Linked DNA regions of Mus musculus: all the other regions are linked to region 1. The links are chromatin contacts, called in public HiChIP or PLAC-seq, Micro-C and promoter capture Hi-C maps. All regions are on one chromosome and are shown on one strand. The core of a region is the stretch at or near the end of the contact, and the rest is flanking DNA. Distances in the headings are between cores, read along the strand shown. Region 1 holds the start of Nbl1 (NBL1, DAN family BMP antagonist). Region 2 holds the start of Fam43b (family with sequence similarity 43, member B). Region 3 has its middle 8.9 kb from the start of Camk2n1. Region 4 has its middle 31 kb from the start of Tas1r2. Region 5 holds the start of Aldh4a1 (aldehyde dehydrogenase 4 family, member A1).

What was found. Promoter capture Hi-C pulls out the DNA fragments that hold promoters and counts their contacts. Hi-C and Micro-C count contacts between places; a contact is called where the count stands out from the background. HiChIP or PLAC-seq counts read pairs in DNA pulled down with a chosen protein or histone mark.
Region 2: a Micro-C map of embryonic stem cells shows a contact between it and region 1, with 3 times the contacts expected there. The contact joins the promoter of Fam43b here to the promoter of Nbl1 in region 1. A contact is called at or near these places in 2 of 39 promoter capture datasets (hippocampal neurons and liver) and 1 of 484 Hi-C or Micro-C datasets (embryonic stem cells).
Region 3: a FOXA1 HiChIP or PLAC-seq map of pancreatic cancer cells shows a contact between it and region 1. The contact joins the enhancer-like site here to the promoter of Nbl1 in region 1. A contact is called at or near these places in 1 of 39 promoter capture datasets (liver) and 4 of 115 datasets of contacts at active chromatin or transcription factors (embryonic forebrain, embryonic stem cells, pancreatic cancer cells and 1 more).
Region 4: a promoter capture Hi-C map of stem cell-derived epiblast-like cells shows a contact between it and region 1, with 4 times the contacts expected there. The contact joins the enhancer-like site here to the promoter of Nbl1 in region 1. A contact is called at or near these places in 2 of 39 promoter capture datasets (pre-B cells and stem cell-derived epiblast-like cells), 1 of 15 datasets of contacts at CTCF or cohesin (embryonic stem cells), 2 of 484 Hi-C or Micro-C datasets (cerebellum and embryonic stem cells) and 1 of 9 other capture datasets (embryonic stem cells).
Region 5: a contact with region 1 is called in a promoter capture Hi-C map of embryonic stem cells, with 2.8 times the contacts expected there. The contact joins the promoter of Aldh4a1 here to the promoter of Nbl1 in region 1. A contact is called at or near these places in 5 of 39 promoter capture datasets (HPC-7-derived erythroid cells, embryonic stem cells, hippocampal neurons and 2 more), 1 of 15 datasets of contacts at CTCF or cohesin (embryonic stem cells), 9 of 484 Hi-C or Micro-C datasets (the Ba/F3 cell line, the G1E-ER4 cell line, the P5424 cell line and 3 more), 4 of 115 datasets of contacts at active chromatin or transcription factors (embryonic stem cells, large pre-B cells and stem cell-derived neural progenitor cells) and 1 of 9 other capture datasets (embryonic stem cells).

The regions. Positions count from the first base shown.
Region 1 is chr4:139,091,609-139,094,514 of GRCm38.p6, forward strand. Nbl1 (NBL1, DAN family BMP antagonist) reads right to left here and starts at 1,362. Exons shown (of 4, transcript NM_008675.2): 1 at 1,219-1,362.
Region 2 is chr4:138,394,993-138,397,898 of GRCm38.p6, forward strand. It overlaps Fam43b (family with sequence similarity 43, member B), which reads right to left and starts at 1,466. Exons shown (of 1, transcript NM_001081672.2): 1 at 1-1,466. The coding sequence starts at 1,015. The coding sequence ends at 23.
Region 3 is chr4:138,462,591-138,465,496 of GRCm38.p6, forward strand. No RefSeq gene overlaps it. Among named protein-coding and RNA genes, the nearest start is that of Camk2n1, 8.9 kb to the left of the region's middle. Within about 2 kb of position 1,506, at least 189 of the 459 cell types and tissues checked have an H3K27ac peak or open chromatin away from gene starts, as enhancers often do. A contact at or near this core is called in embryonic stem cells, liver, pancreatic cancer cells and 1 more, where this site is marked.
Region 4 is chr4:139,682,720-139,685,625 of GRCm38.p6, forward strand. No RefSeq gene overlaps it. Among named protein-coding and RNA genes, the nearest start is that of Tas1r2, 31 kb to the left of the region's middle. Within about 2 kb of position 1,387, at least 15 of the 459 cell types and tissues checked have an H3K27ac peak or open chromatin away from gene starts, as enhancers often do. A contact at or near this core is called in embryonic stem cells, pre-B cells and stem cell-derived epiblast-like cells, where this site is marked.
Region 5 is chr4:139,621,415-139,624,320 of GRCm38.p6, forward strand. It overlaps Aldh4a1 (aldehyde dehydrogenase 4 family, member A1), which reads left to right and starts at 1,480. Exons shown (of 15, transcript NM_175438.4): 1 at 1,480-1,783. The coding sequence starts at 1,725.

The DNA of each region.
Region 1 (2,906 bases), core at 112-2,611:
GTCACCAAGGAAACGCCCCGGCCTTGTCTCTTCTTTGGCTCTAAGTCAAGGCAAACCCGCCCAAATAGTTCCAGCATCCGTGGGAGTCTCAGGAGGCTGGCTGCTCAGTGACAAAGAGTGGGGGGCTGCCTGTTGACAACTTATTTCCCCACCCTCAGCCTGTGCCAATAGGCTGTTTTCCTGGGGTGTTCCGAGTTGCAGGCTGGTGGCTTCCAGCTGGGCAAGGCCTTGGAAAGCCTGGAAATGTGGCTTTCTCCCTTGATGCCTCCCAACTTCCCACCCCCACCCCCAGCCAGGCCAAGGCAAGCAGCTGCCCCCTTTAGTGACGCTTGTAAAAGATCATCGCCTGGCCCGGGAGCCAGAGCCGGCTGGAGGGCAGGTGGCCGGCAACAGAGCCCTGCGGTGAACACTGCCTCACTGGGGTGGAATGCTTACAAGGCTCTCCCCGCTGGAAACGCCAGCTAGCTCAGGCAGGCGGGCGCTCACGCTTGTTCTCTCTCCCTCTCTGCCCCTGCAAGTGGGGGTGGGTGACACCGGCCAGACTTTCGAGCAGGGAAGAAGAGGAATTGGGGTCTTTTGTAGTGCCAGAGGCACTCTCCACGAACCCAGCTGGGGGACCGCGCCTCAGAAGCTCCGGCAGGATGCTTTGATTTGGAGAGTGGAGGTCGGGAGGCTCTGCGCGACCGAGAGAAAACAGAGAGACAACACGAAAGTAGAGACACAAGCCCAGAGAAAGTGAAAATCGAGGCGAGAGGGACAGAATAAAAAAAGCACGGGGGAGAGGAAATGGAGCGATGGAGAGCCAGAAACCTGTGGATGGGAGACAGGGACCAAATGAGCAGCAGCTAAGAAGGGACCAGGATAGATCCAGAGGACGCGTGAGTCCAGTGTACCAGCGCTGCCCGGCGCCTGCCGGGCGACGCTCTCCCTCCTACTCTCAGTCCTGGCGGTGAAACTCCTACAAGAAACGGAGCCCCGGGGCGCGGCTGGCGACCGGCTCCGGACGCCGCCGGTGCCCCCTGGCCACCGGGGAGCCGCGCCCACGTCCCCAGCGCGGGCGATCGGAGGCGCCTGGCTGGCCGCCGGGCTGCGTAACACGAGGGTCGCGAGCTGGAGGGGAGCGGAGAGGGACTGCCGGACTCGGGGGACACTGCGGGTCGCCGGAGCAAAGGGGCTCCGGTTGCCCCGCTCCGGCATGCGGGCCCGGGCGAGACTTACCGCGCGCGGCGGCCGCGGGGAGCGCGGCGCGTCCTCCTGGGGGTCCTAGAAAGTGGGGTGCGAGCCGCGGGGGTCGCAGGCCCGGGGTCCTCGGGCTGGGGCGGCCCCGCGAGGCTCGGCTGGGCTGCGCTGCTGGCCGTCTGCGGCCCCGGGCGGGCGCGAGGCGCGGGGGAGCGGCGGGCCGAGCGCCTCCGACGTCAGGGTGTCTCAGCTCCAAATAGGGAGTGAGGGCGGGGGCAGCGGCGACGAGGGGAGGGACGCGCGGGCAGGGCGGGCGAGCGAGCGAGCGAGGGCCGCTCCCTCCACTCGTGAGCAGGGGCGCCCGAGCCATGGGCCCCGCTCCCCGACGGCCGGGACAGGGATGAAAGGGCACGAGCCAAGCGTCCGGCCGCTTCCCAGGCTTCGATTCCCCTCCGCCTGGCTTTTCTAGGCAGTCAGATCTTGCCAGGCCTTGGAGTGACAATAGTGGGTCTTTGGAACTCTTGGAGTGGGAGCCTGGCTTTGGACACGAGCTGAGTGTGGCGCTCCAACCTATTGGGGGTTCCAACACCCGGGATCCATCCTACGCTGTGCCTGTTCTTCCCTCGGGAGGTTGAGTTCTGATCTCCGCTGTGTCCTTGCCCCTTGACCTTCAGTTGCCTCCAAACAACTTAGCCGGAGCATCCAGAGAAAGGGCTGAGAGGCCAAAACACAGACTCACTAGGGCTCCTTGAAAAGAGGACAGCACGGTTCCCCTCAGGGAGAGGCTAGCTCTCTAAATCCAATAAGGTGGATTGCACTGGTGTAGCCTGGTCTATTGGTGTAAGAAGAGTGCTCTGGATTGGAGCTGTAGCTTAGTATAGCAGTGCTTTCCTAGCATGCAGGAAACCCCGACCTCCATCCCTAGCATCCTCTATACTGGGTCTAGTGGTGCCCACGCAAGGCCCACAGTCAACTAAAATAGCAAGTTCCAGGCCACCGTACAAAGAAGAGAAAGACGGTATTGGGGCGCCTTTGTTCCTTGAAGGTGATAGCCCACTGCACCATCAAACAAAATGTCCAGACTTAGAGACCTATCCGTATCAGTTACACACGCCTGAATGCACTCAGCCCTGCTCATCTGATGTCTCCAAGGTGCCAAGCATGGAGAGTGGGGAGTGGCAAGAAAGCCTCCTAGTGACTTAGTGGCCACACCATGGCTGCCCCAGGCGATCTGCTCTTCAATCCTAGCTGCTGTGCTGTTCTTCAGCCTAGAGTTTTCTGCCGCCCTTCGTCTCCCTTTCAATGCATCCTTCATCTACCAGGTGGAAAACTTTCCCAAGCTGCTCAGGTGACGTACACTTCCTCCTCCTCCAGGAGTGATCTTGCAGCCTGGGATACATATCTGCTCGTGCTAATCTCTCTTTATGATCTTCTCCATCGGCTCCCTGAGGGCAGAGCCCTTCATTTTGTTTCCGTGTTATCTCCCATTTAATAAATGCAGAGGGCCCAGAGACAACTTGAGTAGTTCATCAAAAAGTTATAAAGTGCAGAAGCTAAGGTTTGGCAGAACCCAGCCTTGCTACATTGTGGCATGTGTAGGCCATTTTACAGCCAAAGGTTGCCAGCCATCTCACTTCAGACCTTGGACAGGATAAGAGTGGATGTCTACATTCTGTAGATTCTGTAAGAGCCCAACCCATTCCCAGCAGACATGTAATCCCTACATT
Region 2 (2,906 bases), core at 216-2,715, 700 kb before region 1:
CCCGAGTCCTAGCCCTGCGCTCTCAGCGCGCCTGGCCCGCCCGCTCCCTGGAGCCGGCTTTCCAGCGGCGGGGCTGCGCTGGTGGCGGAGGTGCCGGGGCACCCCGCAGGCTGCACGTCCTCAGCTCCCGGGCCAGGCTGAGCACCTCGGGCCGTTCGCGCTGCAGGGCTCCTTCCTCGCTATCCCGGGTGTCCTCCTCCTCCGCATCCTCCTCCTCATCCTCCTCCTGGATGCTGCTGAGCCGCGGAGCTCCGCGACCGCGCTCGCCCGGCGGAGGCCGGTAAGCGCACTTGGCGTTGAGCAGGCGGCGCAATGGAGCCCGGGGTACCGAGGCGGCGGCGCCCCCCGCACGGAGATGCTGCTGGCGCACGTGGCGCGCATCGCTCTGGCGCTGCAGCCGCTTGAAGTCGCTGAAGGCCGCCAGCGCAGTCTGGTGGAGCAGGCGGGCCAGGGAGCGCGCCTTGTGCGCCCGCGCCAGCAACACAGCGTGGCAGCGCAGCACCACGGCCTTGTGGCGTGCCTGGTGGCGGTAGACCCAGGTGAAGACTCGCGGGTGGCGCCCATCCGCCGCGCAGTAGGTGATGCGCGGCAGCAGGTAGGCGTGCGCCGGTCTGCGGCCCCCCGAAGCCCCGGAGCTGCGTTCGCTCGGCTGCATGCGGATGCCGTGCGGACCCAGGGTCAGTTTCATCTTCGTGCCCCCTCCCGGCCCGCAGCGCGCCCAAATCCTGCCCACAGCGTCGTCGGTGCAGCCGTCGCCCTTGGCATGCAGGGTGACGGCGTTGCCCAGGTACCACACGGTGTAGGTGGGGTCCTCCTTGTTAAGCTCCACTTTCTGGCGCCGGCTGCGGAACACGCGGCCCAGACGCTCCAGCGGCCAGTCCGGTAGCAGGTCCGGGCAGGAGCGCAGGAAGCTGGAGAGCAGCGACGTGTAGGCGAGCCCGGGGCTCAGGCTCTTCGCCTTGCGCTTGGCCTCGTCCTCCACTAGCACGAATTTGTTCCGTCTCCAGGGCAGCATCGCGGCGGCCCAAAGGGCAGGGAGCGCGGGGAAGCTCACTTGGGTCCTGGAAAGGCCAAAGGCGCTCAGAAGCCCACCGCCCAGGACTTGCGACAAGCTGGGCGGCGGCCGAAGACAGTCCTTGTGAGAGATGCCCAGTATCCGGCGGGGCTGGCTTCGCAGATGCCCGGTGCCCAGCCAGGCTGTCCGCTGAGATGCCCGTGCGGCTGCTTGATCGGCTCGGAGCAGCTTCCCCCAGGAATGACTCCAGCCGTCTGGGAAGCAAGGAGGGACAGGGTTTGGAGCAATAAATGTCCCCAAGGCCCGACTATAGGGGCGATTGCCACTGTCCCTGCCGCCGAGTCAGTGGCAGGGACGTCTTTAGAGCAGGGTCTGGTGGTTGCTGGATGAGGTGGACCAAGAGCACCGCTGCGGTGGGGACTCCTTCAGGCGTCGCGACTCCACCTCCCTTGGCTGCCTGCATCACCGGGCGGTACCGCTAGCTCTCTTGTCCCCTCCCTCTCCCCCGCCCCCTCCGCGCAGACTCGCGCTTCCCAAGACCCAGCACAGGCGCGTTGGAACTGTTTTAAGCTTTATCATTGGAAGGATGAAGAATAGAGGGGCAGCGAAGGAACGGGAATCCCCTAAAATATTGCGGAGGGATTTACGAATGTAAATTTCTCCAGCTTCACTGGTGGACTCCGAGTTCCCAGGGAGAGCCCCTTCTCTTTCTAGGGTTCCCGCCTGCTGTCCCTCACCCACAGAGCGTTCCTACCCGCATCTCTCCTCTCTGAAAGCAGAGATTTGGGGTGGGTTCCTGCTGGGGTTTGGTGCCCTTTGCCTCTTCTGTGCACAGCATAAAGCCAGCTGAGGTGGCCGAGAGCAGAGCAGTGGAAAAGTACTGTCTTTTAGTGAAGCTTTCTCCCAGGTTCCTCCAAGGTCGTGGACTAGGCCGCTTCCCCTGAGCTGAGAGACTGACTGGTCGGTCACACCACCACACCAGCAACCGCTGGTGGTCAGGACAGAATAGGGGAGAAGATTCTTGATGGTGGGAAAGGGTTTCCAGAGCAGACCTGAGACTTGTGGGAACTGCAGCAGGGAAGCTCTCCCTCTGGTCACAGTGCAGCCTCTGGCTCTTTGAAGATTAGACAGATAATGTCCTATCTGCAGAGACCGACTTTGGAGTTCCCAAGTGCTTGGCATTCGCGATCTCCTCAAATCCTTCAGACAAGGCAGTTCAGGCTCATGTGGTTGGAAGGAGATGGGTCACTCAGAACCTAGTGACCCCAGAGCTGGCCCTCGCCTTCTCTCTTCCCTCCAACCTTTGGCCATTCTGCATAGAGTCCAGGCACTTGTCTCCATCCTCTGGGGAGGGGCTCTAGAGTCCTGAAAAAACAAACCAAAACCAAACCAACCAAACAAACAAAAACCAGCCCTATGTCAGGACACACAGTTAGTTCTCTGAGTTTAAGCCTCAGGCTTCCAGACTTCCTGGACTGTTCTTATGTGGGCCCCAGGTCCCACGGCTTTAAGGCTCTCTATTGCCAACACGAGTTAAAAGTTGGGTCCTGAGCTGGGCGTGGTGGTACACACCTTTAATCCCAGCACTTGGGAGGCAGAGGCAGGAGGATTTCTGAGTTCGAGGCCAGCCTGGTCTACAAAGTGAGTTCCAGGACAGCCAGGGCTACACAGAGAGACCTTGTCTCGAAAAACCAAAAAAAAAAAAAAGGTGCTGGAGTGATGGCTCAGTGGTGAAGAGCACCGACTGCTCTCCCAGAGGTCCTGAGTTCAATTCCCAGCAACCACATGGTGACTCACAACCATCTGTAATGGGATCTGATGCCTTCTTCTGGTGTGTCTGAAGAAAGCTACAGTGTATTCGTATAAATAAAATAAATGAATCTTTTTTTAA
Region 3 (2,906 bases), core at 256-2,755, 630 kb before region 1:
GTCCGAGCATAAAATCTAAGGCCCTGTGCACACTAGGCGGGCACTCTCCCAACCAAGCTGTGTCCTCAACCCCCTTCAGTGAGGGCTGCTGTAATATTTTCCTCCCAGTGGTTGGAGTAGTGTGCTGGGTGGTAAGAACGAGGCAGGGAGTCCCATTCTCCACATCATATCAGAGGCACAGGTGAGAGAGACGATGTTCACGGGCTGCTGTACTGGCCTGGGTCGCTGAGACGGTGGGGGTCCATCAGGGTCAAAGAATTCCCTCCTTTTCTTGTGTGCACACTGCGTCTTCGGGGGAGGGGGGCAATCTCTGTGCAAAGCGCATATTTTAGGGGCAAGAGCACTTCCACGTCTTGAGATCTTCTGCACAGGCCGTCAAGGAAGCCATTGTCCAGTAGTTCCATGTCCAGCAAAGAGAGACAGGCACAAGTTCAGAGAAGCCATGAATTCCAGGCACACCACAGGGCTGGAGAAGACCCAGGATTTGCAAAATCCCCCACAGTGTAGTCAGATGACCGATAGATGGAGCCGTGCAAAAAAGAGAAAGAGAGAGAGGGAAAAAAAAGATTTTTAACAAATTAATAGAAGCGACTTCCTGCGGAGGAACTGTCATCCTGGTTAGAAACTGTGCAGCCTCTAATCTTTTTCTTGGAAACTCAGGCAGCTGCTCTGGTTTACACAATCTGCCTATGGGAGGGAAAGGGAACAGGGAATCAACCGTGCTGTCCTTATTCAACAGCAGAGAAGTCTCCTAAACCATATGCAAAAATAAATCTCAGGCAGTGCCTGTAACCCAGGAAACCTGGCAGCTGGACTGAAGCCTGCTGGGCGGCCTGGGGACAAAGATCTTAGGTCCAAAGACCCAAGCCCCACTGCAGAGGGACCAAGAGTCACAGACAGACAGACAGACAGACAGACAGACAGACAGACAGACAGACAGACGGACAGACATCCCCAGCCTTCCCCTCAAGTGTTCCCGATACACAGATTTGCCTGACCTTGGCACCCCTCATGCTGGAGGGTCTGTCCCTAACTCGGGGCCTGGGGGGACACCCCCAGAGTCTGGAACAGGGTCCTTGACCTAGAGGCAGCTGTTTTGAGGACAAAGGGTCACCAAGAGGGGAGGAAGTCACAGGGAGGACAGGCTGTATTGGGGAGGACCCGGAAGTATGCCCTGGGAAATCCTAAGAGAATAGCTGATGGGAGGGGTGGGCAGTCGATGAGGGGGGAGAAAGCAGACCGCGACAACCCGGATACAGCTAGGGAAAGAAATGCCCTGTGGGACGCAGCTGGGTGGCCAAGGGTTTCAGGAGTTTACCCTGGGAGGGTGTTTTATGAAGGAGATGAACTCAGTGAATTCATTAATTAAGTCCATATTCATTCAACAATTTTTTTTTTCTGGCAGGCAGAGAGGGGGCGGGGCTTGTGCTTGGCACTGGGGAGACAGTGCTTGCTAGAGGGAGGCCCTTTCCGGTCCAGAAACCACAGTGTCTGGTCTGTGACCTTTCAATGACTGAATTTCAAGAGGGTGGGGGTGGGCCCAGGGGAAGTGCAGGCAACCTCTAGGGGAGTCCCAGGGAGATCGCTGCCAGCGCCCAGCTTTTGAGTTTCACAAAGAGATCATGATTTCCTTCCTTTCGGCCAGGGCTGGCTGTGTGACCACCATCCCTAGCAAGTATATTTTGTCTCTCTGGGACTCGTTTCTCTATGTAAAAAATAAAATAAAATAAAATCTTTCCCCTCATTTCTAGTTGTAGACCAGTGGTTGCTCTGTCCTGTCCCCATTTAAATGTCTAAATCTTTTCAGCAATTCTCCTAGGTAGTTATTGTTTACAACCCCATTCTACAGATACAGAACAATGAGGCGCGGAGCAGCAAAGGCACCTGCCTACATTCCCACTGGGACTGAAATCCAGCTAAGTTTGGTCCCTTATGCGCATGGTCCCCGCAACCCCAGTGCACGGAGGGGGTCTCACAACTAGCTTTTTATTATTTGTTTATTTATCTACACGCGAGGCTCCCAGCCCCCGGAGCTCAGGGATAGATTGTGAAGTGTTCATCCTCAAGCGGGTTTGGGGGTGGGGTGGGGGAGGGAAGGCCAAGGCTCTACTAGGCGGTGAACCCTGGACCAGGCCAACCGGTTGCCATGGGGACGGCTGGGCGGAGATGTGGGCCAGGCAAGCAGGTTGCCTGGCCAGGGTAGTTCCGGGGAGCTTCCCTCCCTCAGTGCGGGGAGTGGCACCCGGGACTGTGCTTTCCTGGCAGCCAAGGCCACAAGAATTCTTGGCTCGCAGACAGGAAAGACCACAAGTCCCCTCCAGACGTCTGAGCTTTAGCGACCTGGCCCGATCCTCCGAGCTTGAAGGCTATCTTCAGTTCCTCTGTGTGAATTATTTACTGCATCTGGCGGCCTCCCCGGAGGCCTCCCTGCGGGCCCTCCGCCCTCCTCCCTCCTCCCTCCCTCCCTGCCTGCCCTCCCCCCCCCCCCCCTCGCGCGGTGTGTCTCCACTTTCTGGTTCTAGCAGCCTTTTTCCCTCACTGTCCAAGAAGTTTCCTGGGCTAGGCCCCAAGGGAAGCCCCGGGAAAGCAGCTTTCCCCTGTCTCCTTCATGCCAGAGGCATTGACTGCACCACTTGGCTCCCTATGAAGGCTAGCATCTTATTCTGTGGCATTGGGATGGTAATTCCTGTTCTGGATGCTTCCAGGACTGAATGCTAATCAGATCCCAAACGGTGATGCGGAGGTGTGTGGCCTTTGCATTGTATCGGAGCCTAATGTCACCATTACGTGCCTTTTAATTTCTGACATGCACCACAGCGCTGGGCATTCTGCATGTGTTTTACTCGCTTCGCCTAGCACTTCTACGACCTAAGGCTGCTATAGATTATCTCGACTTCAGTGACCTG
Region 4 (2,906 bases), core at 137-2,636, 590 kb after region 1:
AAGGACTTGACGGATGGTGACGAAGGCTGAGCTTGGCTTGCTTCTAGAACCAGCTGTGCAATGCTTGGATCTCAAGTCTTTGCTGATCTTCACTTCCCAGAGAGAGGCACAGCCCAAAACTTTTCCTGGTGTCCCTCTTGCTGCTGACTTGTGCCAAGGCTGAGGCCTGGCTGTCTCTGCTAGGTAGTGTCACCACTGCTGATTCGTGTTTGCTATCCCGACTCTACCGAACTGGACTGTTCTGTATCCATGAAGTGTTTGCGAGTGGATCGAGCTGCTGCTGTCTGCTGATCTGAACTGCAGATCTCCAGACAGCACAGGAGGGAGTTGCTCAAAACAAAACAAAACAAAACAAAACAAAAACCACATTTCTAAACAGGTCCACTTGCCTCGCATCCTTTTTTTCCCACTACCTCTGGTGGGTGGTGGGCTACAAGGAAGGGTAAAGCATTTAAGAACCATCATTAAAAATAGGTTTGGAAAAATGAAAGTTACAGTTCACAATTTCATACATGCATACAATGTACTTTGACCCTATTCACCCCCCACTGTCATCCTATCCCTTCTCCTGATCACCCTCTTCTTCCCAGCCCGCCCCCCACTTACTCAACCAAAGGGAAGAAGGGAGCCAGGTTTGGGGGAAGGGAGAGCTTTGGGCTAGACAATTGGGTCCTGGGATAGGGCTCATCCCAGCTCCTCTCCAGACTCAGTGACCTGTCTGTCACAGGGGTGGTGTATTTGGTCACCTTCCTTGTTACTAGGGCATAATACCTGGTAAGACATGACTTAAATGGGAGAAGGCCTTATTTGGTTCATGGTTTAGTTCATGAGGTGCAGTCTATCATGGTGGGGAAGGCATGTGGGCAGAGTGAGTTGGCCGGTTGTCGGCTCTTTGCCAGCAGGTCCAGGAGAGAGGAGAGAACCCGGTCCAGCCTGGTCTGTCTGGGGCTGAGTGGGATGGCCCAGGCAGGGAGTCTTGTCAAAGAAGGACCTCACTTTACTAAACTGGGCACTTACTTATATAGAGAAGTCAATAAGGTAGGGATAGGGGTATGGGGTGAGATGACCTATGGGGTGGAGTGAGGTGATGAGGGGGTGCGAGGTGATCTCACGGGGCCTATAAGAAATTGACACATCAGTGGTAGCTAGGCAGAGGCAGTCTCATTCCGGCCGGTAGGTCATGCTGAGTCATTCTCAAAGAGGAGGAGAATGACAGGTCTCAAAAATTGAGCCAGGCTTTGGTTTGTCCTCAAGGCCCAAACCAAGGCCAAATAGGGCCCAACATGGGTCACGTGGCATCTGTAGTCAGAACCCAGTGAGAGACGGGTCCAAGGTCCCAGGCCACAGGATAATGCGGTCCACAGGATGGCGCCACCCACAGGGTAGTACCGCCCACAGGATGGCTCCGCCTACAGGGTAATACCACCCACAGGATGGCTCCGCCCATAGGGTAGTACCACCCACAGGATGGCTCCGCCCACAGGGTACTGCCACCCACAGGATGGTGCCGCCCACAGGGTGAGTCTTCCCAGGTCACTTAAATGTCTCTAGAGACCTGTCCAAAAGGATGTTTTCATTATTTCCAAACCGGTCGCGTTGATAACGAGGACAAACCATTCCAGGCTTGCTGGACCAGCCTGTCTGCAGTGTTCAGTGAGAGCCCTGAATATGGGTATCTACTTCTGTGGCCTCACATGTTCTTTGCCCCGGGGCCTCCATACTTCCAAGCCACTTCACCCAACTGCCAGCCTCGTTATCTGTGCCAGCCAGTCCTCGCCCACAGGGAGGGTGGTACTCAGCCTGAGAACGTGAAGCAGAATTAGAATTTGAGGGATGTGTTTTGAGTGAAATCCCATGATCTCTTTACCTAGTCAGCGCTGGACTTGAAACCTCAGTTTCCCCAGTTATGAACCCTGAAGGGAGGAGCTCTTCCCAGGTTGCTCTAAAGACGAAACCTATTAGAGGCCACAGGGCAGGGATGTTCCTGCAACTCCCACTGGTTCTCAGGGTCATGCCTTGGCCTCTGGGGTCCTTCAGAAATGGATCCCATTGGACCCCATGTGTTCTCTGAAGGGCAGTCCCAGAAGCTGACAGCAGATGGCGATGTTGGTCTCATTCTTGGGCCTCTCAGGTTCCCTTCTCCAGGGACTGGAGAGCTGGGACAGATGGACAGGCAGACAGACACTCGATATGCACACAAAACATGGAGACACATGGAAGAGCACAAAGCTGTTTTATATTAAAGTGTCATGCAAATGTGCAGCCTAGTTAGGTTCTAGTACCTCATGTGTTTTTACATGTCATGGGTGTCATGGCCTCTGTCAAACTTGACATGTGTGTGAGACAGAAAGCAAGAGCAGAGATGAGCACAGGGCAGCTGTGTTGGTTTGGGCACATGGGTGCCTGAGTCTGTGCCTGTGTGCATAGGAGGCTGCGGGATTGTGAGGGGATGGGTGTGTAAGGACTCTTGTGCCTCAGCCGTGTGTGGAGAGATATGTGGATGGATGCCTGTGTGTGCACATGCATGCAGCTTATGTGTGTGCATATATTTATGTTTATATTTGTGTTTCCTGTGTGTTTGTGTGCATGTACACGTGTGCGTTTATCACAACCCTTTCTTAGAGAATGACGGGAATCAAGACCAAGGGACTGAATAGGAGACTCAGCTGCTCTTGCAGAGGGCTGGGTCCAATTCTAGCGTCCACAACTGTCTGCATCTCCAGTCCAGGGGATCAAGTGACCTCTCCTGGCCTCCACAGGCTCTTACATATACATACATACATACATACATACATACAAGCAAAACAATACACACATACACAGAATGAAAATAACAGGATTTTTTAAAATCCCAAGAGGTGTAAACAACAAGGTGGCTTGAAGAACAGGGCAGTGTGAAAGTCAGG
Region 5 (2,906 bases), core at 230-2,729, 530 kb after region 1:
GTAGGGCATTTCCTTTTCTTTCTTTTTCTGTTTTATTAATTAGTTAATTAATTATTACATTATTGTTAGTATTAGTATTATTATCATTTTAGTTATTTGAGACAAGGTTTCTCTGTATAGACTGGAACTCACTCTGTAGACCAGGCTAGCCTCAAACTCAGAGATCTGTCTGCATCTACCTCCTAAGTGCTAGATGTAAAGGTATGCACTACCACTGCACAGCTACTTGGGCAAAAAAAATTCTTAATTTGTGATTGATGTGGGAGGGCCCAGCCTATTCTAGGTAGTCCAACCCCTGGACTGGCGGTCCACCTGTAAGGCTGAGCAAGCCAGTAAGCAGCGTCCCTCCACGGCTTCTGCATCAGCTCCTGCCTCCAGGTTCCTGCCTCAGTGATGAGCTGAAAATTTGCACACGTAAACCTTTAACTCCCCACTTGCTTTTTGGTCATGGTGTTTTGAGGCGAATCTGCCCAGTGTGGTATCAAATTAGAACCAGAGGGACCCCAAAGTAAATGCCCTGGTTACATTGTCAAAGACAGAGAAACACGTTGAAGCAGGACTGTGGTGGTGCAGGCCTTTAATCCCAGCACTCTGGAGGCAGACCTGCGGGTGGATCTCTGTAAATTCAGGGCCTGGTCTATAGAGCCAGTTCCAGGATAGCCAAGGCTACACAGAGAAACCCTGTCTGAAAAAGTAAAACCAAGCCAAAAAAAAAAAATTAAAAAAATTAAACAAAAACAAAACCCAAAGAGAATAAAGTAAGAAAACCCATACCAGTATCTTAGGAATACAGTGGTTCCCTAAGGCATCATTCTAAGAGCAGGTTTCGGAAGCTGTTTTAATACGTTCGAGTATTCATCAAACAACGTCTCATGAAGAAAACTGAAAATTTTAACCACGGGGCAGAGGGACAGAGGGACAGAGGCAGGAACAACTGGTTTTTGTGGCTAGAGGCTTTTAAGAAAAGGAAGAAATAAAGAAAATTAAAACGAAGAACGTTAAGTTCAGGCCCGCTAGGGTTTTATCTCATTCTGATTCCAATCTGGAAGGAAGCAAGCCCAGGCTTGGCCCTGAGCCAGGCTGGGAGATGGAGGGCAGATCAGGCTCCATGCACGGTGGCAGCCCCCGGGGAGGTGGCAGGGAGCTGGCCTTGGTGTGGCTCGGCGGGCCCGGGCAGAGTTGTAGCCTGCAGATGTCCAGCCTTCCAGCCACCAAGTGTTGGGGACCCAAGTAGCACCTGTCGCGTCGACCGGGTCCCCCCCCCCCCCCCCCCCCGGCCACTTCTACTACTGAGCACGCGCTCTGTGCAGGATCTGTCATTGGCTCCTGCAACTCTCCAGCCCTGCCTAAGAAGGCTGCAGCTTGCCTGTCCTGCTGATTGGCCTGGAGGCTTTCATGCGAGACTCTGATTGGTCAGTGAGGCTCACGCCCTCTCTCCTTGGGTCATACCATAAGGAGAGGAGACGAGGAGAAGAGAGTATCATTTCAGGGCTTTTCTGCTGCATTCTCTTGACCCGCAGTCCACAGTAGCAATTTTGATGTTAAATACAGCTGATGTTTATTGACAGAGGGGGAAGGGTACCCGAGGAGGGGCCCCGAAGGAGGTGGACCGGGCGATGCTGCGCCTCCCGCAGAGGTAGTGCGCTCCGGGCTTGTCTAGTCCAGCCCGGTGGGGCTGACTCTGAGCTTCCCACAGCTGCGCAAGACTGTTAAGAGTCTCCGCGATGCTGCCGCTGCCGTCGCTCCGCCGATCCCTGCTGTCCCATGCCTGGAGGGGCGCTGGGTGAGTGAACCCCTCTGCTGCCTGAGTCCTGAGAGCCGTGGACAGATCCCACTCTGTGGGTCCTCCAGGTTGCAGCCATTATCTCCAGGGTCCCTATGGCTCCCCTAAGTGCGCGCCGGGTCGCGACCTGCAGAGCCACTCTCCCATGGAGAACCTGTGGCGCCTTACCAGGTCTCTCTAGAGCAGTGGTTCTTAACAAATGCTGTGACCCTTTCCTCTTGGTGTGGTGACTCCCCAACCGAAAAATTATGCCACTTCATAACCGTATTTTGCTACTGTTATAAATCGTCATGTAAATATCTAATATGCAGAATAGCTGATATGCGACCCCTGTGAAAGGATCGCTCGGGGTGGCGACCTACAGGTTGCAAACCAATGTCCTAGATGGCCAGTTTTCCTATCCAAGGAACCCCAGGGAGGGTGTGGCGTCCGGATTTGTGCCCACGCCCCCTTCCTACACCCCTCTTTCTCCTAACGCTGTATATTTCAAATTTGCTGATTCTCCCAGACCTTGGCCGGCCCTGTGTTCCCATTCTGGAGCCTTCCGACACTCCCAGGGACCTCTCCACCCCACTCCCTTTTTGTTCAATATTGGGCTTTTGTTTTACGGTGGGTGCCATAATGACTTTTATAACGTGTGATGCGGCTCTGCGTGGCATGGGGCTCATTTTGAGGTTTGCCTAAATCCATTCAGACAAGTTCCTTAATAAATCACCGGGAGGCAGAGGCAGGCAGGTCACTGAGTGCAAGGCCAGCTTGTTCTGCAAGAGCAGGTTCGAGGAGGGTCAGGGATACACGAGAAACCCTGTCTCAAAAACAAACAAACAAACAAACAAACAAACAAACGTAATGAAGAGACAGGTAAGCCCTAGGGCAGAGAGCTGCTTGCTTTCAGCCAGAATCCTGGCTGCCTTAGTGATGTGTTCCAATATCCTGCCCCAGTATGGCTCACGGCCTGTTTGAACTTGGGTATTATTCCCCATTTCTGCCTGCCTTCCTTGTACAGTTTACACAGCACCCCCACACCCCTACTTTGGTTACTGTTTGCCTGCTCTGTGGCCTGTGACCCACCGTGTCCACCTCCACTGAGTTGTGACCTCTTTGAGTTAATCAGTGACCCTTT